Linked DNA regions of Pan troglodytes: region 2 is linked to region 1. Evidence: chromatin contacts called from public Hi-C data. All regions are on one chromosome and are shown on one strand. Each heading gives the region's core, a stretch centred on a gene start, on an enhancer-like site or on the middle of the called end of the contact. The rest is flanking DNA. Distances are from core to core; before and after follow the strand shown. Region 1 holds the start of SPON1 (spondin 1). Region 2 overlaps SPON1 (spondin 1).

The links. Hi-C and Micro-C count contacts between places; a contact is called where the count stands out from the background.
Region 2: a contact with region 1 is called in a Hi-C map of induced pluripotent stem cells, with 3 times the contacts expected there. The contact joins the enhancer-like site here to the promoter of SPON1 in region 1. A contact is called at or near these places in 6 of 7 Hi-C or Micro-C datasets (blood, induced pluripotent stem cells, a lymphoblastoid cell line and 2 more), 1 of 1 datasets of contacts at active chromatin or transcription factors (stem cell-derived excitatory neurons) and 1 of 1 other capture datasets (stem cell-derived neural stem cells).

Annotation. Positions count from the first base shown.
Region 1 is chr9:18,056,551-18,060,455 of NHGRI_mPanTro3-v2.0_pri, reverse strand. SPON1 (spondin 1) reads right to left here and starts at 2,520. Exons shown (of 16, transcript XM_508295.7): 1 at 1,860-2,520. The coding sequence starts at 2,478.
Region 2 is chr9:18,340,153-18,344,122 of NHGRI_mPanTro3-v2.0_pri, reverse strand. The region is part of intron 7 of SPON1 (spondin 1); the gene reads right to left. Among named protein-coding and RNA genes, the nearest start is that of RRAS2, 110 kb to the left of the region's middle. Within about 2 kb of position 2,577, at least 5 of the 24 cell types and tissues checked have an H3K27ac peak or open chromatin away from gene starts, as enhancers often do. A contact at or near this core is called in induced pluripotent stem cells, where this site is marked.

The sequences.
Region 1 (3,905 bases), core at 1,271-3,770:
TAAACAGCTTTTTTTTTTCCAGCTAGGAAATAGGTGCAGAGAAATTAAATGACTTGCACAAGGTCACACAGCGAGTAAACCCAAGTCTGTTGGACTCCAGAGCCACTTCTTTCTCTGCTACGTGGAGCGGGGACGGTTTCCCCTGTGAACTCAGGTCCTCAGTTTTGGGGAGGGCCGAATAGGCCACTGAAGTCATACCCGCTTCCCTGCGGTCCACAGGGAGGATCGGCCGCCTCCCGGCTCCACCGAGTGGCAGTCGCCGCCCGTCGGCGCGGCTCGCTCTAGCCGCGGTGCCAAGCCGCGCCCTCCCTCCCGGGCTGGGCGGGGTGTTCTCCGCCCAAAATCTTTCTTCGTGGAGTACCCAGGATCCCGCGGAGCTGCGCGCCGGGGTCAGACTGTTCCTCGCAAAGTGCTCAGCACGCCAAGGTGCCAAGGGCACCAAGGAGCCGGCTTTGGGTAGCTCCGGGTGGAGAAAGTCGGGGACACAAACCCGGGAAAGGGGGAAAAGCGCTCCAAGAAGGGTGGCCCCTGGCTTTGGTCTCCGGCGTGGCCCTGGCGCCCGCTGACGCTGCCCCAGACTTTCTCCTGTGTCGCTCCCACCGCTTCCGTCCAAGGCTCTCTGGGGAACTGGGAAGGCGGGGAGGAAAGTACAGCAGCTGGGAGCCCATTTGCCCCACCAGGTGCCCCAGTGACCCGCTCATCCCTGCTTAGCACCAGAGCTGACTTATGAAGGGGCGAGGGTGAGAGGACACGCTCCCTGGTGGGAGCTAAGGTGAGGCCAGACAGGCTCGCTTCCCTTCCTGGTTACCTGTCCCCCACCCGGAGAGCGGCTGCTGCTGCACGGGGAAACGATGTCTGGGGAGATGACCCTGCTGAGGATCGAGGTGGCGGGCCTGGGGACAGAGTCAGGCGTCTTCAGGTCGGTGCTGATCGAACTGCCTGTCCCGCCTAGGAGGCTCTCACCTGCTTGGACACCTCCTCCCTGAGCTCCCGAAACCCCGCTCTCAGCCGAGCGGCGTAGGCGCGACATCCCTGGGACGCGGAGACTCCGAGCTGCCGGAGCCAAGGTTCCCCGGCCTCCAGGGAGCAGGCCTCGGGCATCGGGGCTTCTCTTTCCATCTTCATCCAATTCCCCTTCCAGCTCGGAGCTTACCCCAAGCTCTTTGAGGACCCTGTCCCCACTGGGAACCTGTTCTGGAAACCCAAGATACTCTATCTCGTCTGGGACCACGAGAGAATAATTTGGGGTTCTTTCCAAGGACCCTTTCGAGGAGCTTTAGGCTGTCCCTGCCCCTCCTTCCCGCACCCCGGGACCGGTTAGGGAGAAGCCAAAGTCCCTTCTCCTGAAGGGACCTATCCAGGGAAGCCGGAGTGGCTGTCCCGCCCAGGGCCAGTCTTTGAGAATCGGGTACCCTCTCCTTCAGGGACTGAGCGGGGAAAGCTGGAGTGGCTGCCTTGCCCGGGACCCGACCAAGAGAAGCCTGGGTCCCCTCCAGACCGATTTGGAGAAAGGCAGGTTTACTTCCCTCCTGCAGACGGCCGGGGGAGAAGCGAGCCTCCCTTGCAGTCAGGCCGGCGTGACGCGTGGCTCAGTTACATCCTCCGCCTGGGAACCGCGCGTCGGAAACGCGGGGTGCCTCTCCTGGCTGCGGCCCCCGCGACGGCCCGGGACGCTGGATTATGATCCGCGCCGAGCTCGCGACTGCAAGGGCCGAGGGCAGCCAGGACAGAAGGGCCCTTGCCGGGCTGCACCCGCGCCGCGCGCCCGGAGACCGCGCGCCCTCCTCCGGCACCGCGAGGTCGGCGCCCTCCGGGGACCGGGTCCCGCGCTCCTAATGCCACGCCGGGCGACCACTTACCGCGGTAGCTGGTTCCCGGCTTGTAGAAGTCGGGGTCGCCCTCCACGCGGAGGCTGAACTCGGTGTAGCCCTCGCGCCGCGTGCCCTGGGCGCGCAGGATACGGCTGCAGTAGCCCTCTGACTTGGGCACTTTGTCCAGGGTCTCGTCGGAGAAGGCCAGCGCCGCGGCCAGGGGCAGCGCCAGGGCCAGCAGTGCCGGAGTCCGGCTCAGCTTCAGGGGCGCCGGGGACAGCCTCATCTTCGCGGCCCCCAACTTTGTGCCGCGGCCGCCGGCGTTCGCCACGCGACTCCTGCCCGAAGTGGTCCCGACGAAGGCGCGACCTGGCGGAGGCGCGGCGGAGAGAGGGAGCTCGGAGCTGGCGTCGGCGACTCGGAGACCGTGCCCGCCTCGGCTTGGCGGCCGCGGAGCTGCGCTGAGCTGAGCTGAGCTGAGCCAAGCGAACGAGAGCAGCGCGAGGAGGGGAGGGCCGCGGCGAAGGAGCGGGAGGAGGGAGGGCTGATTTTGCCCAGATCCCCCAGCGCAGCGCTGTTTTGTTTCCTCCGAACTGGCGATTAGCGGCGCGGCCGTGTTTATTTTGCGACGTTGGATTCCCAGGGTCTGACGAAGAAACCGTGGCATACCGGACCCTGTGGGCTCTGTCCCATCGCCTAGGAGGCTGCTGCTCCAACCCCCAGCTACACTCCGGACCCTCTGGAGGACGGCGCTCAGAGGAGGGAAAGCCTGAGAAATAACTTTTGTTGCACACCTGCTCTGTGCCCAGCAATATGCTTGGCGGCTTACTTACTGTATCGACTCGCCTTCATGTTCCCTACTCCCAATAAAGATTACATTACTTTCGCTCACTTTATAGATGAGCAAACTGAGACTTGCGACCAGTTACAGCAGGGTTAGATGCGGCGACTCCGGGCCCATTGCTCTTCCCAAGGCCATATTGGAACATGTCAGACTGGAGGCTGAGAAAGCAGAAACGACTTAGCTACAGCGCTTAGGGCCCACGATACTTTTGGAGATCTATGAAAATGTTTTCTGTAAAAATCAGAAGAAAAAAGTTTATGTCAAACAAAATGTTTTACTATATAATGTTAATATATTTGTATTTATACCTCCACAGTCATAAAATATGCTTAACTTGGAGGAAAGAGCCAGCAAAGGCAAAAGTGCCTAAGGCTCAGGAAGGTCCGCCTACAGCCCAGGAAAGGAGTTTCCAAAGATTCAATGAAGAGCCTGTATTTTCTTGGCTTACATTTTAGTTCAGATTCTCAGTCCCCAGGGACAGATGTTCAGAGAGGTGCTGAGCCTGAGGGCCTGAAGGGAAAAGACCTGGGGCAAGAATCTCTCCCAGTGTCTCTCTGGGAAGAGACCCGAATCAAACCTCAGTCCTGCCACTCACCCATTGTGAAGCTTGGGCTAGTTATCGCACTCTCCAAGCTTGTTTCCTGCTCTGGAGAACAAGGGAGTGGGGGTGGGTGCCAGTACATCCTTCCTAGAGGTAGTGGGGTGATATGCTAGAAGTAAATGATATGACCCATATAAAACACTCGAGTTGGTCTCTAGTGGCACCCGCTCCCTCACCCGCTTGGGGATACCATAAGCCCCCTGCCTCTCAGTGCACACAAACATCCCTCCCCAGGTGCCCTCAAAAGCTTTGATTTCCTCGTCTTCTCTTTGCCCAGGGCCTTCGACACACCTCAAGTGCCTACAATTAGCAAGCAATCTCCTTTGCTTTCCAGGTCAGGGTTTTCTCTTTCATAACGCTACAAACAGGCCCAGGGCGCTAGGTGCATGGGAGATCTCCACTCCTCCCTGCCTGCCCACTTACTCCTTAGTGCTTCTGCTGGAATTCCCACTGCCACTATTAACTGGACGCCTTCTCTCAGAGGTCACCTGAAAGTAACCCCTTGCTGAAGCCAATTATGCTCTTCTCTCATCCTTAGCCCTTCTTGACCCTAGCAGCACCTGATCCAGCTGATCGGCCCTCCTTTTTGAGGTGAGGCTCAGATCCATGTCTGAGTGCTGAGGGAATTGTCTGCATCTTCACTCGACTG
Region 2 (3,970 bases), core at 1,328-3,827, 280 kb before region 1:
TTATCTTGGGTGATAGAGTAAATCTGAATCTATAAGGGCCTGAGAACAATTTGATAGCATTTTCAGATATGCCCTGCAGCTTTCTCTCATCCTTGACTGGAGAATCCCTCCTTGACCCCATTTATGTAACATTTCCTGGAGGAGGTATTTCCTGACCTCTCCCCAAATTGCTTAGAACTCCTATTCTACCTCCCCATAGCATGCTGAACTCACTCTTGCTTTGGAATTTTTTGTTAATATCTGCCTTTCCCATCAGGTTCCAATAGAGTGAGGACCATTTCTGCCATGTTCATAGCTATATCCCAATGTCTGGCTTAGAACTTGGCATGCCATGGATTCTCTTCAAATGTTTGTTGAAGTAAATGACTTAATCTAAGAAATGAACATGGAGCTCTTGTATTTCCTTTGACCTTCAAATTTAATTAAGCATCACTTCAAAGTATTTATTCTATAATAAAAATAATTAAATGAATAAGAATCTATATGAATTTTCCTTAGAAAATGCTAGATAGGACTGGAGTGCTTTAATTTGTTCAAACTGTCATAAAAATTTTTATGCTTTTGTATATGCCATGTCTTCCAAGATATATTTTGTTAATTTGGTTTCATCTTTCTACCTGGGACTTAGATTTGTATCCATTTTCTAGCAGAGAGTTGATCTAGCCATACCATATACCAGAGTATATGATAAAGCATGATAGACAAAATAGCGTGATATTCAGATAAGATAGAAATATAAATCAGCAATACAGACTGGAGATCCCAGAAACTATAGATAAGGACTATACAAAATAGGCTTTTCAAATTAGGGGGAAAGGAAAGATTGTGCGACAAGTGGGGTTGGGCTAAGTTAACTGTAATAAAAAAAATACTGGATTCACATTTAATATACCACACAAGAAAAAAAAAAAAAAAAAAACAGACCCAGAGTCAAATAGAAAATAACCAGATTATAGAAAAAAATAAAGCTTTCAAATCTACTAGAGAAATATTAATTTTTTCAACTTTGAAACAATAAAAGCAATTATAAAGAAAAGAATTGACTTATCTATCAATGAAAACCTTCTGTAAAATGAAAACAGCAGTACTGGAGAGAAAAATGACATGCTGGCAAAAAATGTCTCCATTGAGTGTGACTGACAAAGTGTTAATATCTATATTATCTACAGAGTTAATCCAAATATGTAGAAAAAGACAATGATCCCACTAGATAAAGAAAAGTTATGAACAGACAATTCACATCAGATATGAAGACCCAGAGAAATGTTTCCTTTTTCTACATTTGGAGAGGTAGCGTGGTGTGGAGGAAAGAACCCAGGGCATTGGTGACAGTCAGAGCTGGATTAGAATCAGCTGTTTATTTAATAGCTATGTGATGAGGGCTTCCACCTCACCTTTCTTTGCAATTACTACATCTGCCAAATGGGAGCATCATCATCCTACCCCAAGGTTTTATTGTGAGAAAACTGCTTATCATTGTGAGGGACACATAACAGGGCTTGGTAGAGGTTGATTTTCTTCTCATTCAACTTTTCCAAACAAAATGTTCCAAAACACCATAAAAGAAAAGAGGTAAGAAAGGATTTTGATACTGCTTCTAGAGACTTACCATCCCCTCCTAAATTACAGATCCACACCAGTGAGACTCAGGAGGGTTTCCTAAAACACTCATACGCTGTGTTGTCTCTCATCCTGAGTTTTCAATAATCTGAATTTTCAGAGTTGCAAAAACTCAATTTGGCCACGAGAGGGCGCCCAAGCCATTCACTAGGCTGAAGTTCTGCAGGGGTGTGTGTGGAGAAAGGTTTGAGGGAGGTTCCTGCAACGTTGGAAAACGCTGTGTTTATAACCAGGAGGCATCTAGGACTCCAGGTCCATCTGGATGCTTAGACCTACCACCTGCTTCTCTGTCCAAAGCCCATCTTCCTTTAGCATCCCGAGGACATCGATGGACCTGTGCAGGTGTTGCAGGAGGCAGGGAGAGCCCTGACTCTTCCGGCCCAATTTAAGGGAAATCTCTGGCCTCCTGGGGAGCATGGCTTTGGATTTCTGGAGAAGGGTGACCATGTCTCTACTCCACTGGACTCACAAACACGACCTTTGTCTAATCAATGTTAATCCGGCAGAGTGGCTGGGAATAATTTAAGGTGGTGACAGTGGTTTGCAGGATTCATTTTAAGGAAGGAAATAAAAGTTATTCGTAAAAGTTCCAGTAATTCTTAGCATTCAGATGCAATTGGAGGAACTGGATGATGGACATTCAGAATTGATTTGTAGGAAATCTGGGCATTTTCTACTTAGGCACCAGAGGAACTAGGAAAGGATGTGGGTTTTGTTCAGAGTCTGCCTTTCCTGTCTCTACCTGCACCCTGGGCTGTCGGAGCCACAGCTTGATTTATTGAGCTAAACAAGTCAGCAGCTAATTTGCTCATTCATGGCTGTCCTTTGAGAAGTGGTCCTGGGGATAAAGATGCAGATCATTGAAAAACAAGTCAGTTTCAACGGGCAGGACCTTGCAAAGTAGGTCACCCTGGCTTTCCACTGGGCCGAGGGAGGCTGGAATCCCATTAACCTCAATCAGGCAGGCTCAGCAAAGAGAGGCAAGCCTGTTTCTGCAAAACAAAACTTGGCTGCATGTAGGCTTCCTAATTTGACTTCCTAATGAGATTTGGAAGAGGAAAGGGGAGACTGGGGTATGGGAAAATCAAAGGAAAATTCTTTTCCCTTAACAAGCCAGTAGCGCCGAGTGCAGAGGTTTTGGGTGTTTGGGAGGTCTGAGTGTTTGCCATCAATTAATTTTGTTCCACTGGGGCCTCAGGAAGTCTGAGGGGTAGGTGAAATGTGGGAAGGTGTCCCAAAATATTCATTTCAGTTTTTCAGAAAGTCTCTCCCATCTTAAAAAAGAAAAAGAAAATGCTCCTTTGACTCTTTCATCCCCTTGGAGCCAGGTTCTCTTCTTTCATAGCAAACTTCACAGAAGAGTGGTCTGTACTTGCTGACTCCGTAACCTCATGCTCTGTTCACAGCTCACCTGCTCCGGGCTGTTTTTCCCCCTCATCACTCAGCAGAAAGGATTCTCCGTAAGGTCACTGATGACCTTCCTGTCGATAAACCCAAAGGGCTTCCTGTAGCCTTGATCTTTCTTGTTTTCTCGGCTGCACTGGGCACAGCCAACCACCTGCCTCAAACACTTTCTTCCCCTGGCTTTCTCGGTACCAAGCTTCCTTACCAATTTCTTTGCTGCTCCTTTGCTGTGTCCTTTGCAGGCAAGATTCCTCAACATTCAATAGTAGAGATCTTTGGAACTCAGTCCTTAGCCCTTGATTCCTATTCTTATGCCCTTGGCATTGTCTCCCATTCCTTGAGGGCTCCCAATTTTAGATCTCAGTGCAGAATTCTTGCCCTGAGTTCCAGAGCTATCTAGCCAACCATGTACTTAACACCTCTAACTGGAAATCTTGAATACATCTTAACAACTTACACTTAGAACTGATCCCATGATCTTTCCCACTGAACTTCATCTAACGTTTTCAGCCTTGTGAGTGGCTTCACCACTCTTTCATTATGCCAGCCAGACACATGGGAAACATCTTGACTGCTCTTTCTCCACCTCCTTACTCCACCTATCGCCACAGCCTGTTGATTTTACCTCCTACGTGCCTCACACATCTCTGTACCTCTCTCCTTTTCCGCCACCACCACCATCCTAGTGAAGTCACAGTTAATTCTCTCCGGTTTTCTGAAGTAGCCCCCCTCACTGGGCTCCCGCATCTACCCTTTCACACAGGGGCCGAGTGCTGTTATTGCTTTTTATTTTTTAATGCAAATATGATCATGTCATCCTTTTGCTTAAAACCCTTCAAAGATTTACCATTATTATTTGAGACAGGGTCTCGCTCTGTCACCCAGACTGGAGTGCATGGTTCACTGCAGCCTCAGCCTCCTCGGCTAAAGTGATCCTCCTGCCTCA